Linked DNA regions of Ovis aries: region 2 is linked to region 1. The links are chromatin contacts, called in public Hi-C maps. All regions are on one chromosome and are shown on one strand. The core of a region is the stretch at or near the end of the contact, and the rest is flanking DNA. Distances in the headings are between cores, read along the strand shown.

Region 1 (3,852 bases), core at 1,243-3,742:
GTGATCTCTGAACAGAGATTGCTCTTTTCTTTCCAGTAGATACTTTTTTTTTTTTCCTTGCCTGGTTGCTTTGACTAGGGCTTCCAGTACTGTGTTGAATAGAAATGGTGAAAATGGACACCTTTAATTCTGATCTTAGAAACAAGAGGGGAGTGCTTTTTAATCCTCGTTTCTCCGTCACGAATGGCAGAGGGTTTGGGTTTTTTTGTTTTATTCATTCTGTTTACATGCAGAGCCTATGAAAGGACTGAGGATGCAGGCAGAGGCTGTGGAAATCCTGTTGAAGCTGGTCAGGGAAGGACGCTGATGACGAGGGGGCTGGAGCTCTAACTGAGCTGTACTCCGGGAGTGGGGCTGACCTCCACCCCGGTGGCCAGGTCCACACACCCGCTTCCCTTCTGAGCCCAGGGAGCTCCTCCCATTCCCTCGCCTGGCCCCTGCTGCCTTGCTTTGCTGCTCACCTGTCTGCTGAGTCTTTGCCCCAGTGCAGAGCCGGGGCGCGCTAGCCCAATGTCGCTGAGGAAAAGGCTTGAAACCTGACCTCTGCTGTCTTCACACGTTTTAAAATGGCACTATAGGGATTAAAGAGGCTTTTATAAATTGTCGGCTAGATATGAAACTGCAGCATCTTGACTCACAGCAGGAACATTTGCCAATATTTTCTCTAACTTTGCATTTGTGTCCAGCTGGGAATCAACCTTCTTTGTGATGGGGGATTTCCTATTCACATGAAATCTTTCATGGCTCTGGTGCAGTTGTCATTCCACATGGACTTAAGAATACTGTGAATAAACAAAGAAAATGCTCAAGGAGAGCAAAGCCTTGCTTTGTAACATCCCTAGGCTTTTACTTTTTTTTAAAGTCAGATTTCACTCTTAAAAACAGACAAAAATATAATTGAATATTGGGAGGCTTGGAATCTCTGATTACAAGTGACACATGCTACAATCCAGTCTTACAGGGTATTATTTTCCTCCAAATCGAATGAAATTCCCAGAAAGGCAAATAATACTATAGAAGCTATATTTTCAATGATAAGAAAAAATCATGTCTCTGAGATGTTGCTGAGTAGATTTCTATTTTGAGGGGAGGAAAAATGAAGTCTCCTTTGATACTTTATCTCCTAAAGAGACGAAATGCAAGGGGTATTACTGCCCTGGGCATTTACAAATTTGTGACTTATCTGCATGAACCTGCTTCCCTGAGAGGTGTTATAAAACAGGTACAGTATTGGTATTCAGACAAGATGGTGAATTAAATTTTCATGAGCATTTATATAGACAAGGAACTTCAGATAGCAAAAGACCCCCAAATTGGTGACTCATAGCACCTAACTTTCAGAAGGGGAAACTGAGTCCTAGAAAAGTTAAATTATGTGCCCAAGTTTTTACAGCTCACACACTCCACATTTGATGCCCTGTGGGCCATTTCTTTAGATGTTTCTGGTGTGTGTGTGTGCGCACGTGCGTGTGCACACTCAGTTGCTCAGTCAGGTCTGATCCCTTGTGACTCTGTGGACTATAGCCCACCAGGTTCCTCAGTCTGTAGGATTTCTCAGGTGAGAATACTAGAGTGGGTTGCCATTTCCTCCTCCCCGGGATCTTCCCGATCCAGGGATTGAACCTGAGTCTCCTGTATCGGCAGGCAGATTCTTTACCACTGAGCCACCTGGGAAGCCTGTTGCTGGGATGGATAACAGTTATGTTTTGTTTTAATCTCACATCATTGGTTGCTTTTTTCTCCTCTTTCTGGAGAGGAAACAGTCTAATCTAGAAGGAAAAGCATTTCATGTTTTTGTTTTTATGAAATATGCAATTTTGTAAATTGTACTTTTAAGACTGACTTATTTTTGGCCATTTGGTGTTTTGTTTTGAAAGTTTGTTGCTTCTGGTCTGTTGGTTACTTTAATTTCAAACTGATCTTCTTCTAATTTTTTTCCAATTAAATAACAACAACAACAAAATGCAGAAAACCAAACAGCATTATCTTGCTCCTTTTGCTCTTGAAATCACAGAGGACAATGTTACATTTAAAAAGCCTGAGAATAACAGTGATCCCAGAGGAGCTGGATTCAGGGACCGAAAAGAAATAGTTTTGCTCCTAGATGTTGTTTTTTTGGTTTTTCCGAGGGTGGTTATAAAAGAAAAAAAAAAAGCCTGAGTTGAATAGAGCTTTTCTGATGAGAATTTTTGAAAAGGCTGTGATTAAAAGAAAAACAGGTCCCACTGTGCTGGAAACTTTATGGACGTCACTCCATTCAGGGCCCCTGAACAGTGTTGTGAAAGGAGTGCCTTGATTCCATTTTACAGGCAAGTAAACACAGGCTCTGAGAAGTTAAGTGAGCTTGTCCCAAGTCACAGAGTTAGTAAGTGGGGTTTGAAACCGGGGGAGGACTTCCTGTGAGTAATGAGATAAACACCCAAGTCCAGCCAGGCGTCTCTGAGCCCATCCCTGTCAGGAGCACTGGGCAGAGACAGCAGAGAAAATCTGGAGCAAAGGACAGGACTCTCGGGGGTGTGGGGTGACCCAAACCAGACATCACCCTAGACAGACAAGTCCTGTCCTGGGTGGAAATATTGGAATGCATGTGGGACCCGAGGCTTCAAAACAGAAGGAAGGGAACCCTGAAAGGTCATTCCTCTTGTAGATGATGTGTAGCAAGTACAGCGAATGGGGTAAAAGGAGTCCTGCAGAGATTAAAAAAAAAAAAAAAAAAAGACTAGTATTGGAATAGCAGAATCCCCCTCACCCAGAGAGCTCTCTGTGCTGTAAAGAAAGTGCACTTCACCATGGCAACAGCAGAGGGCGCATGTGCCTAGAGAAACCTCGTTAGCCACCCGAGGCACTTGTCTGTATCTGCTCACTGCTGGTCCAGGAAAGAAAATCCATTACAAAAAGGACAGAATGTGGCAGGCAATACATGCGCAGAGCTGGGACAGAAGAAAACAGTTTGGGAATCAAAACACTTCAGGGGATAAATGTTCACCCCTCTCTAAACACATCTGGTGGTGGTGGTGTAGTCGCCAAGTTGTGTTCGACTCTTGCGACCCCATGGACCGTAGCCTGCCAGGCTCCCCCGTCCATGGGATTCTCCAGGCAAGAACACTGGAGTGGGTTGTCATTTCCTTCTCCATAAACACATCCGCTGCTAAGTCGCTTCAATCGTATCCGACTCTGTGCGACCCCATAGACGGCAGCCCACCAGGTTCCCCCGTCCCTGGGATTCTCCAGGCAAGAACACTGGAATGGGTTGCCATTTCCCTCTCCAATGCATGAAAGTGAAAAGTGAAAGTGAAGTCGCTCAGTTGTGTCCGACTCTAGCGACCCCATGGGCTGCAGCCTACCAGGCTTCTCCATCCATAGGATTTTCCAGGTAAAAGTCCTGGAGTGGGGTGCCATTGCCTTCTCTGAAACACATCTATACATCCCAAAAAAGAATATAATAGCACATAGCGTTCCAACATTATTAAATTTCCTGAGATAAGCATTTTCTTTTTATAAATTCTTGATTCAAGGCTGTCATACATATAGATTTGTCACAGATATGTTTATATATGTCAACCTTGCATCGAAGATAGTTTTAAAAATCAGAGCTAAAATGGACAAAACCCAGGAAGATGTGAAATGAGACTTGGCTGAGCCTAGAAGAAATAAACTTCAGCTTTCATGAATGGACTTGTATTGGGATGTCCATGGGACCATCCTTTCCAGAGAGAGCAGAGTAACCGGTGACCTGGCTCCTGCTGCTGCTGCTAAGTCGCTTCAGTCGTGTCGGACTCTGTGCGACCCCATAGACAGCAGCCCACCAGGCTTCCCTGTCCCTGGGATTCTCCAGGCAAGAACACTGGAGTG
Region 2 (4,306 bases), core at 314-2,813, 160 kb after region 1:
ACTCTTTGCAACCCCACAGACTATAGCTCACCAGGCTCCTCTTTCCATGGGATTCTCCAGGCAAGAATACTGGAGTGGGGTTGCTATTTCCTCCTCCAGGATGTGTTTGTGTATATATATATATATATTTTGTATTTATATATATATATATTTTGTATATATATATATATATATGAATCAGTTTACTATACACCTGAAACTAATAGGACTTTGTAAATCAACTATACTTCAATAAAATGACCAAATATATATATATATATGCTGTGTATGTGTGTGTGTGTATATATATATATTTGTGTGTGTATATATATATATATATATTTGTAGCTCGTGGCCTGGCAGGACAATGTATCCTGTGTTAGTTCTCTTGGTGGTTTCTCCGGAATTCAAAACAGCAACACACTCCACCCCCTGGGCTGATCTGAACTAGAAACACAGCTTCTTGAAGTTGACTTCATGTTATATACCTGGCTTGGGGGCTGAGCATCAGGCTCCAATACCTTTGGGGGAGCGACTAATGGGAACTGCAGATGGGTCTGTTCAGGGCTGGACCATTCCGGTTGCCTGCCTGATTTTGTCCTCTGTGTGGGCATTGAGGGTCTCCTGAAGGTACGTCTCAGCAAGCCATGGGTGGTTGTGCTGTATTGGTTGGAAAGTGCCCTTTTTCACCCTCAGAGGGGGGCAGAGGCCATGGTGTGCAGCTGGGTGAGTTGCCACAGGGAGCAAGCACCAGCGCAGCAGAACGTGACAGCATCAAAGTCCCCAGGGAACCCCTCCCTGTCCCCCTTCTCCCCAAAGGGTAACTGCCCTGCGGGCTTCTAATCACAGAATTCAGTAAGTTTGGGAGTAAGCAAAAACAAAAAAGTCAAATGGACAAGTTTGCTTTGTGTATCTTTAAAAATAATTATCAAATTTTGGAGGGCACTTGAAAGGTGTTTTCTCCAAAGTCAAGGGGAAATAACTTTCTTTCTAACCTCATTGGAGAGCTGAATTGCTAATAGTTACTTTGGCCAAGGGAAGATTGAATTTGGCAAGACCTCTCTTTTTCCAGGGCTAGAGTCTTAAGAGATTTTTTTTTTAAACTTCAGAAGATTGACTCTGAAGGACACATTTCAGAGACCTCATTCACTGGGCAGCAGCAGTCAAAAAGAGCTACCCAACATTTCTAGGCCGTTCATAAAGCAAAGCTGGAATCGGCTTCTTTCTGATTGGGTCTGTTTGTGGAAAGTAGTAAACAGCGTGTGGTTTGCCGGTGGTGTCTCCCCGCCTCTCTCTCTCCCCGTCTCCTTGAAGTGAGTTTCAGCAGCTTTTTTATTTTCTCACAAAGGAATCAAAGCCTTGTTTGTTTTCCTGTGGCTTGCGCCTGGGTGGGTGGGGCGTGGCTAGAGCCCGGCTGCTGGAGAGAAAGCTGGAAGGAATGTGCCCCAGGATGTGCCGTGGGGATGGAAAAGCATGCCTTCGAGACAACGGAAGAGCAGCCCGGGCCCTCTCGGTCCGGCCCCCGCCCTTCCAGAGCCTGCCTCTCAGGGGAGACCGGCTCGGACCCCGCACCGGCCGGAGAGCCAGGCGGGCGCTGATGTCAGCGCTAGGCTATGTGGCCGCAGTGCCAGACAGCCCACGGAGACGAGGCTCCTCCCTGGGGAGCCAGGCTTTGCCTTCCTTCCCCGCCGATGCTGTGAGCACCGACCGAAGCTGCCGGTCCTTCCGGGAGGTGGGGGGGGGGGGGGGGAAGCTCTCCTGCTAGCTTCCCGGAAGGTGACAGTTCAGATAGGGTATTGCTTTTGGTTGGAGCCCCGGATCTCATCTTCTCCAAAAACAGATTTGAATGTGGCCAGCAGTCTTTGACACAAACGCTTTGCTGCTCTGGAAAGATAGAGCTTTCCATCTAAAAATCTAAGGTCCTGTGGAGGAGGGAAGCTGACATCCAGGCTGCCTGTCCCAGCGATGGCAGTAGGTCTTGGCCTCAGCCCTGTGAAGCAGGCATCCGTGTGCCCTGGAGCAAGGCCGGGTTCTGCCAGCTGGAGCCAGGTGTCCAGGGCTATACCGGCCTAGCCTGTGCAGCTTCTGAACTTTCTTCTTTGGATTCAGAGCCTGTTTTTTTGAGGGGACTTCCCTGGTGGCCCAGTGGTTGCCTTCCACTGGACCACCAGGGAATTCAACCCTTGGTCGGAGAGCTAAGATCTCATGTGCCTCGTGGCCAGAGACACAAAACATAAAACAGAAGCAGTATTGCAACAAAGTTAATAAAGACTTTTAAAAAGGTCCACATTAAAAAAATCTTATAAATTAACAACTTTTTTTTACTTTGTTTATTTGGCTGTGCGGGGTTTTTGTTGCTGCACAGGTCTTCTCTAGTTGTGGCAATCAGGGGTTACTTTCTAGTTTCAGTGCACGGCTTCTTGTGGCAGCTTCTTTTGCAGAGCACAGGCTCTAGCGTGCAGGCTCCGTAGTTGTGGCACACGGGTTTAGTTGTCCAGCAGCACGTGGGATCTTCCCGGACCAGGGATCAAACTCATGTCTCCTGCATTGGCAGGCAGATTCTTTACCACTGAGCCACCAAGGAAGCCCCCCACCCCAATTTATTTTTTTTAAACCCTGTGTTTTGAACCTTACCCCTGTCCCCTGCCAGAGAAGGCAATGGCAACCCACTCCAGCACTCTTGCCTGGAAAATCCCATGGACGGAGGAGCCTGGTGGGCTGCAGTCCATGGAGTTGTGACTTCACTTTTACTTTTCACTTTCATGCATTGGAGAAGGAAATGGCAACCCACTCCAGTGTTCTTACCTGGAGAATCCCAGGGATGGTGGAGCCTGGTGGGCTGCCGTCTCTGGGGTCGCACAGAGTCGGACACGACTGAAGCGACTTAGCAACAGCAGCAGCAGCCTCTCCCCTGCTGGTGCCTATGTTCATATTTTCTCATAAGAAACTAAGGAGATTGGAAAACATTGTTAAATTGTATTATACACCTGATAGGAATACTATATTTGTCAATTATATCTCAATGAAAATTAACTTAAACATTTAATTTGTAAATTCAAGGGAATTAGAATAGTAGGCTCACCGCTGGTAGAGGAAGCTCAGAGTGCCACTGTCTGCGGATGTGTGACACACTGCCACACTTTTTTATTGGTTTGTTTTGTTTAAGCTTTTGCATTGAAAGAGATGCTTCATCATATCTGTTGCTTCATCAGTGAAACCATTATTCTGTTTTGAAAAGGGCAGAGAATGTGCTGGGCTTTTGAAATTAAGAGGAAGGCAAGCCAAAGCAGAAGGTGACCTAAGAAACTCATCACATGCCCAGTTGTGAGGAAGGATGTGATCCTAATGATTAGAAAACCAATCCCCTTAAATGTGCTAGTTCAGATTCGGACTCTGGCAAGAAAATGGAGTCTAAATGATCTGTTTTACATATTCCTAAATGAAGGGCTCACTAGTTTACTAAGACCTTGTTAACACAGTGATTCCTTTGAGCTGTGTGATCAACTCACGGTTTTCACCTTTGTGTAGATTTTGCTCTGTTTTGCAAATTCAGGAATGGAGGTCAAGATGTATGAAGTGACTTGTGGAGAGTTATGCTGCTGGTGGGTAGGGGAGATTGGATTCAGCCCTGGTCTCCTCTGGTTTATCTGTTTATTTTCACCAATCTCACTTCTTGGGAAGTTATAATCCACTTTGAATGGATTCACTTTAAATGCCACCCCCAGGATTCCAAACATCAAATTTCTTCAGAACCGGTGTCAACTGATGCTTGTAAGGCTTTTCAAGAATGCCAGTTGGGTTTCTCTTCTTAAAAAAAAAAATCTAGTCCTGCCCTCCTTTCCCACAGCTTCTGGGGGAGAGAGTGCTGAATGAGGAGGTGGGAATGTAAAGCCTAGATCTACGGAATTCCATCCTGAAATTAAGGAAGTTGGAGGAGGTATTTCAGTGCTGTAACCCACGTAGAATTCCATCACTCATGTGAAAAAGAACCATATGGAAGCATGCACATTTAGTGTTTGGATACAGTGCTAATCTTCTTCACAAAGGAGTTCTTCAGTTGCACAGAGAAAAGCCAATGAAAAAACCAAATAGCTCTCACCCAACTGCCACTTTGTCCATGTGCTCCTATCATAGCCCTGTAGGTCAGCACTTTCCAGGTGAGAATGACAGTCTCAAAGCTGTAAAATTGCCAGCCTAAGTGGTGGTGCCCTATTGTAGAGAATTTGACTTCTGTTTAGACTGCTCTTTAAAGCACTGCCACACAAAACCCTGCCGTGTAGAGGTTCTTGAGCAGATGTTGGTTGATTGACATCAGCTTTGCTCTCAT

Evidence for each region. Hi-C and Micro-C count contacts between places; a contact is called where the count stands out from the background.
Region 2: a Hi-C map of hypothalamus shows a contact between it and region 1, with 4 times the contacts expected there. The contact joins two enhancer-like sites. A contact is called at or near these places in 8 of 16 Hi-C or Micro-C datasets (blood, hypothalamus, liver and 4 more).

Annotation. Positions count from the first base shown.
Region 1 is chr13:38,949,454-38,953,305 of ARS-UI_Ramb_v3.0, forward strand. The region is part of intron 1 of RIN2 (Ras and Rab interactor 2); the gene reads left to right. LOC132657631 reads left to right here. Exons shown (of 2, transcript XM_060397507.1): 1 at 1-3,030; 2 at 3,071-3,852. Among named protein-coding and RNA genes, the nearest start is that of RIN2, 22 kb to the left of the region's middle. Within about 2 kb of position 2,493, at least 23 of the 54 cell types and tissues checked have an H3K27ac peak or open chromatin away from gene starts, as enhancers often do. A contact at or near this core is called in hypothalamus, where this site is marked.
Region 2 is chr13:39,112,123-39,116,428 of ARS-UI_Ramb_v3.0, forward strand. The region is part of intron 8 of RIN2 (Ras and Rab interactor 2); the gene reads left to right. Among named protein-coding and RNA genes, the nearest start is that of NAA20, 31 kb to the right of the region's middle. Within about 2 kb of position 1,564, at least 31 of the 54 cell types and tissues checked have an H3K27ac peak or open chromatin away from gene starts, as enhancers often do. A contact at or near this core is called in hypothalamus, where this site is marked.